Linked DNA regions of Gossypium hirsutum: regions 1 and 2 are each linked to region 3. Evidence: chromatin contacts called from public Hi-C data. All regions are on one chromosome and are shown on one strand. Each heading gives the region's core, a stretch centred on a gene start, on an enhancer-like site or on the middle of the called end of the contact. The rest is flanking DNA. Distances are from core to core; before and after follow the strand shown. Region 1 holds the start of LOC107962333 (putative peptidyl-tRNA hydrolase PTRHD1). Region 2 holds the start of LOC107962335. Region 3 holds the start of LOC107962337 (probable WRKY transcription factor 17).

Region 1 (4,531 bases), core at 1,088-3,587, 450 kb before region 3:
GTTTGGGGAGGATGCGTTGGTAAACGTGAGCATTGAGAAGCAAGCTGATGGGAAACTGAGTGGGTACATCCGGATAAGGAGCAAGACCCAGGGGATTGCTTTGAGTCTCGGGGACAAGATCACTCTTAAGCAAAAGGGAGGCAGTTGATGCAATAATATTTCGAGATAAATTGTTTCATCGATACCGGTAGTCATTGTTAGTTAAATCTCCTATTGAATTTTGAAATGCATAGTAATTTTGGTGTTTTCTGTTTAAAAATACAGGATATTTAGGTCCTCTTGTTGTGAAAAAATGGCAGGGCTGCCTTCAATCGTCAATAGTGTTGTGTTAGCTATCAGCAGCTGAGGAGCACCAAAGACTTTGACATTTGTTGTATTTGGAGTTTGCATATTTGGTAACTAAAAAGGATCATTGAATCCATAGCTAAAATAGTGCTTTTTGGCAATGTTAAAACGGGAATTTTATTTTATTTCGCTGATTCTTTGAAGAGTGTTCCACTCAGACATCTATTAGAAGTTCCTTCGCTCGATAATAAAGGTTATCCTTAAGAGTTGTAAATGAACATTACGTTCGGTTCAATGAGTAGTTTTGTTTTTGTCCATTTATCAAATTAAATTAATAATAACAAAATTTGAAGGCTCATTCGATTCATTTATGTTTATAAATAAGTTCTTTTTTTATATTCATTTACTAAATTGTCTGTTGTTCAATTATTATATAATATAATTATTAAAATTTAGACATGATTGTTTTTACATATAAAAGAGACTTGTTTGTTTATCAACATTATTTGTGACAATATTCATGAACATGAACAAGTTAATTATTAAGAAACATACCATTTTAAAATTATTAACAAACATGAATCAAGTAGTAATTATTAACAAACACATAACTTAAAAATAAACAAATTATTCGTTCATTTACGGCCTAGCTATCCTTATCCTTGCTTGCGCTTGTATGCTGTTTTGTGATTTATAATCTGAATTAAATTCAAGTAGGACTATCCAAATCGGAACTAAAACTACACAAATTAGAGTGTGCATTTCATCTTTTATTTATTAAAAACAAGCCAATCTTCTTGAGTTCAGAGAGAGTCCTAGGCAAATAGCTCTACCTGCTTCAATACTGTATAAAAATTTAAACTCGTACAGGGAACATATGTCAAAAGAATCATAAGTTTAGAACAAAAGAGGGTTTCAACAGAATCAAGCTAAATTATTATGATTTAGAACCCACCATCAAACAATCACTTGCAAAGTTTCAATTTCTTGAAAAACGGCGATACCATGGACTTGGGGTAGGGTTTTGTAGCCAGGCAAGTTGGGAAGTTTTCTGGATGTTCAATCCACAGTTTATGAGCAATACCCGCCGCCAACAGCTTTTCTGACAAGTTCAATATCTGGGTTTCTCCCTTCACCTCAAGTGTTACCTACATGTTCCAAAACCTCACCACTTAGCTCATCATCCACAACTCTAGATACAGCAGCAAATCACCCTACAATTAACACCTCATGGTTTTCATTGTTATGCTATATTTACGACAGTGTAAGAACAGAATTGGATAGATATCCAAAATGTTTGTCTTGCATTAAACACCGTTGTTGGATAGTTTTATGGGATAAATGCCTCTCCTTTTTTCTCAGTTCTGCTATGGGATTATTTGTAACTTAAAAATGATCAATTCTCATTACGTTTGGGTGGATAAAACTCCAAGTAAATCGAAGGTCTACAACAAACCCAATATGAGAAGAGAAAACAATGTGCCACAATGAGGATTGCCTCCAATTGACCAAAAATCATAAACAGGGTTTTTCAAAGCAGTACACTATGCTCTGTTGAATGTAAAAGAAATCATTCATGGTGGGAAAAAGAAGAAGAAGAATAAACACAAGAACATTGGTTACCTTGTGCATAGAGTCAATGTTATCAGGGCTGCAATACTGGAGGGTGTGGGGGTCTTCCTTGTGAGACCAAATGGCACTGACCGAAGCATGGCATCCCTGCGTCACCACGCTCCCCAAAGGCCACTTGTCTATTAAGTCTCTCCGAAGCACCACGTACTGCAGCAGCACATCGTCGTCGGTCGGAGGATCGGTTTTGGTGGCGACAGGTTCGGAGCTTTGTAGACTCATTGAGGTCGAAAGGTTCCGAGAGGGATGAACCCTAATATTAGAAAAGCTTCTCGGGGAAGGGCGGAAGCAACCAAGGAATGTCGCAGGTTGAGCTAATGCGGCCATCGACACCTAAAAACGCTGCGTTGCGTAACTTGGTTGTGGAATTTCGTATTGAGAATTATAAAGGTATTGGGCCGGATTTATGGATTGGACTGCCTCTTTGTAAAATGTAATGATTTCACTCTCCAATTAAAATCTTACCTAATTCACATATTACCGCTTGGATTTCAATTTCTCGCAACTTTAATTCACAACATGAAATAATCATTCTATTCACCAAAAAAAAAATTGAAACTAAATATAATAATACATCAAATATGTATGGTATTAAAATAAAAAATAGATTAATTTGTGAGTAAAATAAAATTTAAACATGTGAATGCATCATATTAATAGTACTAAATGTACTATGGTTATTTATCATTAGCGTCGAGTTGACCTATGATATCAACTTAAAACTCAATCAACAATATTATGAATACTAGAAAATTCTATAACACGCATATATATGTGGAAATTACATATTTAGAACATAGAAGTGTGTTTAAAAATAACATACAATAAATAATTAAACGTATGGTTTAAAATTAACTAATAATAACACATGAAATGCATACAATACTAAAATGAAAAAAAGAGATTAAATTGTGAGTAAATTAAAATTTAAATACTCAAGCATATTACAATTATTTATCATGGTGTTGTTATGTTGTTATCATCAATCCTGAGTTAGCGTCAAGTTGACTTGTGACACCAACTCAGTCAATAATATTATTGTAACACCTCAAAATTTTTTATGCCATAACTCGTAACAAAGTAGCTAAGTAAAAAAAAATTCTGAGTACGAGTGTCAGTTAAATGTAAATTATTGATTAGTTAAATACGACATCGGGGAAAGATATCAAAACTAAATGTGATATACTAGCAGTAAAATAACTGATGGACCAACCACGGGAGTTAGGTGAGATGGCAAGTGTAACAGCCTAATTTAGACCCTAGTCAGAACGGTGGTTTCAGGACCACGAATCCGAGTCAGAAAAATATTTTAAAATTATTTTCTGTGTTTATTATGTGTGAATTTATATCTGTGAAATTTTTGTGATTTAATTTTGTTGTTTGAGTGCCCAATTAAATAAAAGGACTTAATCGAGTAAATTGAAAACTTGATAGTTTATTGTATAAGGACCGAATTGTTATTGGATTTGAAAATTGAAGCATTTAATTTGCAAATAGACCATCGGACTTAGTGATGGCCGGTTGTACCCTTATTATATATGTTTTAGCTATTAATTATAAAAGGTTAAAATGGTAAAATATGAAATAATAATATGTTAGTATATATGTTATATTATATGATAATTAAAATAAGCTTTTCATACTTCTTCTTCTTGCCGAAACTTAACAAAAAGAAAAGAAATAATAGAAGCTAGGGTTTGGTCATCTCTTAAGCTCAATCAAGATCAAGAACCAAAGAAATCAGATTTGGATCGGGGAAAAACAAAAGTTGTCGACTAGTCATCCCATTCTGTTTTACATCGTCCGAGGTAGGTTTATAAGGAAATAGACATACTTAATTTTAATTAAAAGCAAATTATATATGCTGAAATGAAATATGTGAAATTATATCTACAATAGCCAATTGTATACAAGCTTGGTTACTATATTTTTGAATTCGTTTCGACCGAGTTATGACATCTGAAAGCCCCGTGTGAACCTTAGGAATAACTAGGATACATATGTCATGACATAGGATTCCGATAGGTGATGTGCGAGTAAGACCATGGCATCGATATGTGATTCCGATATATGTGTGCGAGTAAGACCCTGTTTAGGATAGTGGCATCGATATCTAATAACATGTAAGACCACGTCTGGGACGTTGGCATTGTACAATATATGTGTGATAATCTGAGTTTCCTATCCAATTCCGAATGGTTCAACGGGCAAACATAAGTTGTGATCAAATGTGTAAAACGTGCTAAATGGCCAAGTAGCTTGTTATCTATTGAAATAAGGTAAGTATGTGACTTGATACTTGTTACAAATTATGTGTGATGCAAATGAGAAATACATGTAAATTTAGTAAGAGTATTCGGCCTTATGAATAAATGATATAAATCTTATGGAATTGATTCTTAGAAATAAGTAAAAATGACCATGTATATTCGGCCAAATAAGAAGTATATGTACATAATGTAATATTATGATTCTTGAGCTTGTTTATATGAGTATATGAATAATTGATTAAATAATGACATTATGACTTTGAAAGTCGAATGACCTTTGGTAAATTTGATTATGTGAGCCTTAAAGTAGGAAATGTGTGTGAAAGTGTATTATTTATGAAATTTGT
Region 2 (4,274 bases), core at 1,474-3,973, 330 kb before region 3:
TGTTCATGTTATATATTATAAAAATACTATACTTATTAATAAAAAACATGTTATAGCTTTTTTTTATTATAACTTATTTATAAAAAAAATAATTATCTAAAGTTATGGCAAAAAATTATATTAATTTATAAGAAATATTATGAAAGTTTTAGACAATTTATAAAACTTTTTAATAAATGTTATGTATTTTAAATTTTATATTATTTTTACTTAATTTACGAATTTTAAAAATTGATAAAACCTAGCATAAATCTTTCTTTAAATTAAATTTATATAAATTTTTATAATTAAAACTACAAACTATTTGGATTATAAACTCAATATAATAAGGCTGATGTTAATTATGCAAATAGAAAGGGTTTTCTTACACCATATCGTGCGATATGATACCATTTAAGAGAATGGTACCATACATAAACACCATATACAACTCGTGAACTTTTCAAGTTGAGATATTCAAGGCTTCAAAATGTGATTGAGAAGACATTTTTGTTCAAAAAAATATTTCACATGTTAACATCACCACCTTAGCATGTCATTAAAAATAAGGTTTAATCGTCCTAAAATATTGCATATTTCATAATTTCAATTATACGTAGAATTAAGATGATCTATACGAGATGTTGATAATCTTAATGATGTAGATTTTAATTTAAATGATGATGAATTCGGTTAATGAGCAACAAATGATTATAAAGAGCATATGTTAATTATTAAAGAGGAAATAACCTAACAAATATGGACTAAAACAATTTGATAAAATTTCATATTATGCTTATTTTTAAAAATTATATTATCAACTATTTTTTAAAACTAACATAACACATATAATGATTTGATTTTAATTTATTTAGAAATTATTTTTATCATACTAATATTTTTTTATAGTAATTAATAATAAATTACAAATCCTAGCCTAAGAGATTTTTATCATTGGACTCTGGCTTTTATTAAAGCGGGTTATGATTATGGGATATCAAAATCTAAAATAAAAATAAAAACTTTAATTACTTTTAAAAAGATAATTAAAATAATAATTAAATATTAAAAAGAAAGAAGCTTTCCGGCATCTTTCTTCCACCTAACCCGTCATCATTGGTAGTTGGCACGCATCTCTGAAAACACATTAACATTATTCATCTGATTTTATATTTATTTTAAAAAGTAATAATTTAAAGTAATTAATTAAAAGTTTCCAATCAAATCAATAAGTTTGATATAATTATTTTTACCATAAATATCATAAAAGTATTAAGCCAAAATAAAAAATAAACAATAGGTTAGTGATGTTTGGAAAATTAAAATTCCTTCACTATATTCAACCGATACTATTCCTAGATAAAATAGATGATGGTGATGATAAAGGAAAAACATTGGTCTATTAATCCATTTACATCCTCCTCTCCTTTATTCAACACTGAAATATCAACGCCGTCCCCCCCATTCATTCATCACCATAATAACATGACAAAACAAAAATCATCCTCCATCCCACCATCATCCATATAACTACAAACTAATTCTCTATCCCCCAAAAAACAATAATAAAATCAGTGAAAATATTTTATTTATATAAAAAAAATTTTAAAAGTTTTACATATATACTTCGATGGTAAAAATTTTTTGCTAGTAATCTAAATCCTAATGCATTTTTCATGGTGAAAAAGAAAACAAAAACTGGGTTATTGATGATCTACTTGTACGTGGAGATCCGTAAGAGAAAGACAACTTTGAGACTTGAAACTAGCCCTCAGATTGCTTTGCTGCAACTTAGGTTTCGTTGATGTTATTTTATCATACTCCGACGAGGAGGAGGACGATGAAGGCGGCGATGATGATGGTGTTTGTTTATTGTAGCTGTTGTTGTCTGTATCTTCATCGTCTTCAACCAAAGCAAGAAGAGGCATGGAATTGGGGTTTTGCCATGAATAGAAAGATGATTTCCTGGACCTCGTTGACCATTTATTTGCAAGCAGTAATCTCCTCCTCTTGTTGAAGGGACTCTCCACTTTTTGCAGCTCTTTCACTGAGTTTATGTCAGATAGATTTGCGAATGATTTTGATTTTCCCACGTAGTGATTCGATAATCCTCTCCTAAAACCAAAAAAAAAAAATAAAGATCAGTTGAAAATCAGACCAGAGAAAATTACAAAAAAAAAGAAGAAAAAAATCGATACTAACTTGATGGGAAGAGAGTCCTCTAAGGAGTCGAAAGACAACCCTTTACTTTCCCCGGATGAAACGACACCGTCGTCTTCTTCTTCAACGTCGCTGTCTCCGGGGGAGCCGATCGAGGAGGAACTATCGGAGGATAGATCCGGAGACCTGGGATCCGAGCCGGGACAAGCTTCATCGTCCTTGATAAACAAGCAAGGAGACGAAATCGTATCCTTAGAACGGTCTCTAGTGTAGGCCGCTGCCGATGCGGCAACGTCGATGGCGAAGGTAGGTCCCATCAGCACTTCCATCTATAGAGGTTTAAAGAAGGGAAAGATAAAAACAAGGAATGAAGGGGTGGCGTAGATTAAGGATTTATAAGCACAGAAATATGGATAACAAAGGGAAGATTTGGGACCAGAGCAACAACAATAGGGCTAAGCTAATCCATGTCTATTTCATTTACTCCTTAAAAATATAAAGAAATAGAGAGAGAAGGAAAAATGGGCAGAACAGATAAGAAATGGCTATGGATTGTAGATGACTTTTAATATACTCCCCAGTTTTCATTATCATCAACCCTATCCATTATTTATATTTATAAAAATAATTAAATTTCAAATTATACATTTAATTTCAGTTTTCTATATTTTTATCTAAACTCGAAAATTTAATTTTACCTATTCGAATCCTAATTCAATTTATTTTGATCTGGTTATGAAAAGGTAAATAAATTCTAACTCTTCATGTCCGAACAAAAATTGACTTGCATCAAAGTAATTTAAATCCTATACAACCTTAATTTAAAACAACTCATATTTGAAGTGGCGACAAAAGATGTTAAAATGATATGAATTTATAATCACATTAAAAAAAAAAGTAAATTATAAAAATAGTTATTTTTGTTTGTTTCAGGTTACATTTTAGTCACTTATGTTTGAAATGTTACGTTTTAATCACTTATGTTATTATTTTGTTACGAAGTAATCACTCTTCCGTTAAGTTCCGTTATCTCCCTAACGGTAATCCTACGTGGCAGTCCAACTAGATTTTAAGTGCCAACTTGGATTTTCTAATTAGATGAGAATAGATTTTTTATTAAATAAATTTAATTAATTAAAAATTTTAAACCCTAGATCTTAGTTAAATAATCGTTCATCTCTCCCTTTTTTAGTATTCTTTTTCAATTGACTAAAAAAGCTATCATCATCAAATTTTTTTAGTCACATACGAAAACAAAAGAGGATTCAATGGAGGGTCCAGGTATGTCTTCTTCACCGACAAATTTATGTTCTAAAACTTAAAATGAAGTGGTTGTCGATAAATAAGAATATGGTAATCATTTTTGTTCCTAATCATTATATTTTCCAATTCTTCATGTTCTTGAATAATTAGTTTCTCAATTCGATTTTTTCTGATCTAAATCGGCTTGTTTGTTCACAATCCCTTTGTGGGTATCCCTTTTTTATCTAAAATTCTTTTAGTTGTTAATATTCATATCAAGAATTTTAATTTAGGGTTTCCATTAAACAATAAAAAATCTAATCTTTTTGTTTTTAAGTATTGAATAAAAGAGATAGAGGAATGCAAAGAAGACATACCTGAACCCTCCATTGAATCCATCTTTGTGAAGCAGTCAATTTGATTTCAATTAAATTGATCTTAATAATAATTTTAACAATCAAATGAAAAAAAACCATTGAAAAAAAGAAGAGACTGAAGAAAATATAAAAAGAGGAGATAAACAGATTTTTTAGTTAAGGTTTAGGTTTAAAAATTTTAATTAACTAAATTTTTTAATTAAAAATCTATTTTCATCCCTTTTAGAAATTCAAGTTGGCATCTAAAATCTAGTTGGACTGCCACGTAGGATTACCATTAGAGAGATAACGGAATTTAACGATAGAGTGATCACCTCGTAACAAAATAGTAACATAAGTGACTAAAACGTAACATTTCAAACATAAATAACTAAAATGTAATCTGATGTAAACAAATGTAACTATTTCAGTAGATTACCCTTAAAAAAATTAATTATCAAAATCATATTATCTCAAACCCAAAATAAACTAACACCAAAAATGAGTTAGACTCGAAAAAAGTCAAAAATTTCAAAC
Region 3 (4,363 bases), core at 1,013-3,512:
TGACTTAAAAAGCATAGTTTCGCAACTACTAGGTAATTACCCTTTTAAAAAATAAAGAACATATATAATCTTCACTATCACAGAATCTCATTCGTTGCATCCACACACAGTGAAGAGAGAGAAAGAACTTTTACTTTAAGCATAATCTCTACGACTTTGTCAGTCTACTTTTTAATTTGGAATTACAATTAGTACAATACCAATATACATCCAATTGCCCCAGCCTACTTCAAAATATTACAAAACACCACTAAACTCTTTTTTTATGTATAAATTAGTTTAGATTGATATTTGCTTATTATCACGTTGACTCGAAGACCAGTCCATTCCTGCGGCAGGAGCCATATTCTCCTGCATTGCGGGTTGAGTGTGTCGGTGCTCCCCTTCGTACGTTACAATCAACATTGACGGATCATCAGGTGCTCGCTCCACGTGTTTCCTCGCGGGGCACCCTCTAACGCTACTGCACTTGTAATATCCTCTGAGAAAATAAGTCAAAACAAATTATCTACCGTTTGATCTAATGATATGAAGTTGCATATTGAAAAAGGAAAAGCAGCAGGATACCGCGGGAATGGGGAGCCCTTGATTGGCTTTTGCCCGTATTTTCTCCATGAATACTCGTCTGGTGGAATATCGGCGATCTTCGAACTTATGGCAGGAACCCTTATTACTTTCTTCACCCTATTTTTCCTGAAAATTATTCAATTAACCAATACACAAACCATAAGCAATAATTTGATTTAAATAATAAAGCGGAGTAGGATTCCCTATCATGCATGCACCACCAGTGCTATGGTCCCCCCCCTTCTTTTTTTTTATTTTATCTTTATTCAACCAAAAAGAAAAGTCAAACTTGAAAAGCATCTCATAAGACAAAATAGTTGTAATACCGAGGTTCAGAAATTTGATTGCCACTCCCAATTAAAATTACAGCTTTTGTCGTTATCACGCGCGCTCTATCATTTAATATGCCTAAACTGTTCAACAATCCCCCAGGCTTTGACCAATAATTCTACATGATATTGATTCCAGCTAAACTCGGCCGGTTTCAAAGCAACTCGACTCGAGTTAACTCATTAAGTTACTTTAAATTATTCGACTTTGAATTTTGCTTACGGTATCCCATAAAAGTCAAAAACCTAAACTGACGGTTAAAATATGCCATGAATTGGAGGATAAAACTAGGAAAACAATATTATATACCTTCGCTTTGAGCAATGGCACTTGCTATTGCCGGAGCCAGATATCTTGCCGGAAACGTTATCGGAGTGGTCATGTTCATGGCATCTCTTCTTGAACGGTGTCGACGATAGCGGTGGCTTTCCCGTCGAAACGGCCAGTGCCGGCGCCAAGAATAGAGATGATCCCTGCTTCCCGTTCGAGACGCTGCCATCTCTGGTGATGGCAGAAGACATAAACGAAGAGTTAGAGGAAACGCTAAGGCTTTCTTTTGTGAACTCCAACTCGGTACTTTTACCGTTGGAGCCAAACAAATTAGGTTTTGTAAAGTCCAGAGTCAAACTCTGCGGCTGCGATTGAACGAAGCTAGAAGGACTGATAACCGAAGTACCGACCAGCGCCGTATTTATGTTCGCCGGCGTTGAGATCGCAGCAGAAGTTAGAGTTAGATTGTTTTGAGAATTCGGAACAGACAGAGAAGCAGAGGATGATGTCGAGGGGGAAGATGAGGAAGAAAGGGGTTGAATCGGCCCGCGTCTGAACCGAGCGTGACCGGTTCTGTTGAGAAGTGAAATGACCTTTTTGAATTTAGAGACGGTGAGATCGGCGAGGTCGGTGCAGTCGACGTTTTTGGACTGGTGAGAAAGGAGACGGATCAGGTGTTCCATGCCCTTCAAGCCTTGCGATGCAACCTCTTGTACCGCCATCTGATCATCCATCTTCGGAAAACTCATCAGATCCACCGCCATTTTGAGGTTAAAGAAACAGAAACGAAGCTTTGCAGGGAAGGTAACTTGAGAGGTCAGCAAGTCATTGAAGCCTGCGAAAAAGGAGGGGATGAAGATGAAAGGCAAAGAGTTAGAGATATGGGAGCAACAAGGGTTGATTATAAAGGTTGAACGATGACCGGGTGACCGGGTAATAGATATGATGGGAATCCGTAGTGGAGTTTTAATCCAACGGCTAAGATTGATTTTAAGAATTTCATGGAGAAAGCATTGATAATTGTTAGATCTAAATTCTGTTCTCAGTCCCTGTACTGATTACACATTTTAAATTTAATCTCTAATTTTACTTTCTAATTTAATAATTAAAGTGCAATCTAAAAACTTTAATTAAACTGGCTTATATAGCATTTTTGTAAAGTAAAATTGATTCTATGGCCAATATAAAGCCTCCCAAAATCTATGGTTCATTATATATATTTAAATTCAAACACAAAACCTTATAATTTTAAATTTAATACGTAATCCAATTTAAAAATAATTTTTTTATAATGATTATCAATTCATTTTGAATTATTAATTTGGAGTAGATTTTTTAGATTAAAAGGAAAGAGACTGAAATTGAAATGTGGAAAGAGAAGAGAGAACAAGACCAAAATTAAACCTAATTGCTTTTGCATCGTATTGTTATTGTTTTTCTTGGAAGTTTTGGACCCAAGGCGAGAAGAAAATGATGTAAGATTTGGTTTTGGTCCAAAGGAGTAAATGAGGGATTTGAAATAACTTATCAACAACGTTGACGATGCCCATATAAAGTAGAAACTCTTACTATTACTAATCAAACCCAACAAGCATAGTTATGTTTAGGTTTCTTTTGTATTGGTTTTATTTCGAAGTTGGTACTTGAGTTTTTCCTCCTTAGGCATGGAGAAGAGGAGTCGTTATGTATCATACTTCATTTTGATTTTGCTTTCTTGAAATGCAAATATTTGTAGGCATGGATTGAGGTCTGATTGAACTCTTAGGGTGATGGGTGAAGTCAATTTTAGTTTTTATATTATCCTTTCACATTGAAACTCAAAAGGAATGGCAAAATTAAATCAATTTTCATATTAGACAAAACAAAACTTGAATGGATGATATCTAGAAACATTAGTGTTAGTTTTTTTTTTTAATTCATAGTGAAAATGTCTTAAGCCAATCAAATCTGTTGATAAAAAGTTGAAATTTTGAGATATTGAATGTTAATTTAAACAAATTTTACATTGAAAAGAATTTCAAAGATAGGCTCAAAGCTGACTAAAAGTCGGGAATCACGTGTAGTCCTTCCCTTTTTATTAATATAAAACAGTTGGCCAACTTTTTTATTTTTATTTTTTCTACAAAACCGGATGGTGCCGGTAATTCTTTTCTTAACCCTTCGATTATTCCACCGCGAATCTAACGGTTGTTTAGCTCATGACAGAGTTGACTACGTATTAATTCCTATTTTAAGAGCCCCGAGGGACTATTAAGGTAGCCACGTGGCATCACTTTTAATGAGTCATGAAATATTAGCCGGTACCCAGTGAAGAAAATGGACCGAGTCCCTCAATACTGTCTTTCACACTGCTTATCTCACTTCATTATTATTTTTTGTGAGGTTAAAAAAATAATAATAATAAAAGTATTCAATGAGATATATATTTGGATTAAAACAGAGAAATACAAATGATTATTAAAAGTAATTATATTAACTAGAATAATATATATTATAATTGTTTGCCAAAAAGAATATAATATTTTTAAACATAATTAAGATTATATTTATATAAAAAAATATATCATTTCTGAAAATTATCATCATCCCGATCTTATATTTCAGCATTGTTTCCTAATTGAAAATCATTGCATTTTGTAGCTATTGCGAATGAATTGCATTCCTATAAAATGCAATTAGATTGACAACATTGAGATCAAATAAAAATGATAAAATAAAGTGTAATTATGATTAAGTTAATAACAGGTGTCCGGCAGTTAAATATTTGTATCTACTATATTTAAAATATTAGAATTTTAGTATTATTTTAATCTCGAATATTTAAATTTAAAAAAAAAAATATTCCATACAAAATTTCATTAGCCATGCAGTTAAAACATTGTTTGGTTTTTTTAAACTGCTTTCATAAGCGATGGTAAATAGATTGATTTTTAAGTTAATCAAATGTAAAAGCACATATTTTGCATTTTTGCATTTGAGAAATGCATGCTTTTGCTTTTTAAAGCCAAATCATAATTTTAACCATTGTTTATAATTTAATGTATTTTATGAATTATTTAAATTGTATATAGAATTAATTTTTTTATTGAAACTATTTCAAATGCATAACATGTTGGGATCTAGTGCAGTCACCAAATGTACTTGTAATTTTTCAAATAAATTACCTTAATAAAATTTTATTATCCTCATTAATATT

What was found. Hi-C and Micro-C count contacts between places; a contact is called where the count stands out from the background.
Region 1: a Hi-C map of leaf shows a contact between it and region 3, with 2.2 times the contacts expected there. The contact joins the promoter of LOC107962333 here to the promoter of LOC107962337 in region 3. A contact is called at or near these places in 7 of 34 Hi-C or Micro-C datasets (callus and leaf).
Region 2: a contact with region 3 is called in a Hi-C map of leaf, with 2.6 times the contacts expected there. The contact joins the promoter of LOC107962335 here to the promoter of LOC107962337 in region 3. A contact is called at or near these places in 4 of 34 Hi-C or Micro-C datasets (callus and leaf).

The regions. Positions count from the first base shown.
Region 1 is chrA06:46,391,316-46,395,846 of Gossypium_hirsutum_v2.1, reverse strand. LOC107962333 (putative peptidyl-tRNA hydrolase PTRHD1) reads right to left here and starts at 2,337. Exons shown (of 2, transcript XM_016898676.2): 1 at 1,909-2,337; 2 at 1,035-1,433. The coding sequence starts at 2,241. The coding sequence ends at 1,251. It overlaps LOC107962331 (coatomer subunit beta-1), which reads left to right. Exons shown (of 5, transcript XM_041115847.1): 5 at 1-602. The coding sequence ends at 148.
Region 2 is chrA06:46,270,071-46,274,344 of Gossypium_hirsutum_v2.1, reverse strand. It overlaps LOC107962335, which reads right to left and starts at 2,723. Exons shown (of 2, transcript XM_016898679.2): 1 at 2,182-2,723; 2 at 1,551-2,094. The coding sequence starts at 2,468. The coding sequence ends at 1,683.
Region 3 is chrA06:45,944,317-45,948,679 of Gossypium_hirsutum_v2.1, reverse strand. It overlaps LOC107962337 (probable WRKY transcription factor 17), which reads right to left and starts at 2,262. Exons shown (of 4, transcript XM_041114704.1): 1 at 1,207-2,262; 2 at 568-693; 3 at 330-481; 4 at 115-327. The coding sequence starts at 1,931. The coding sequence ends at 302.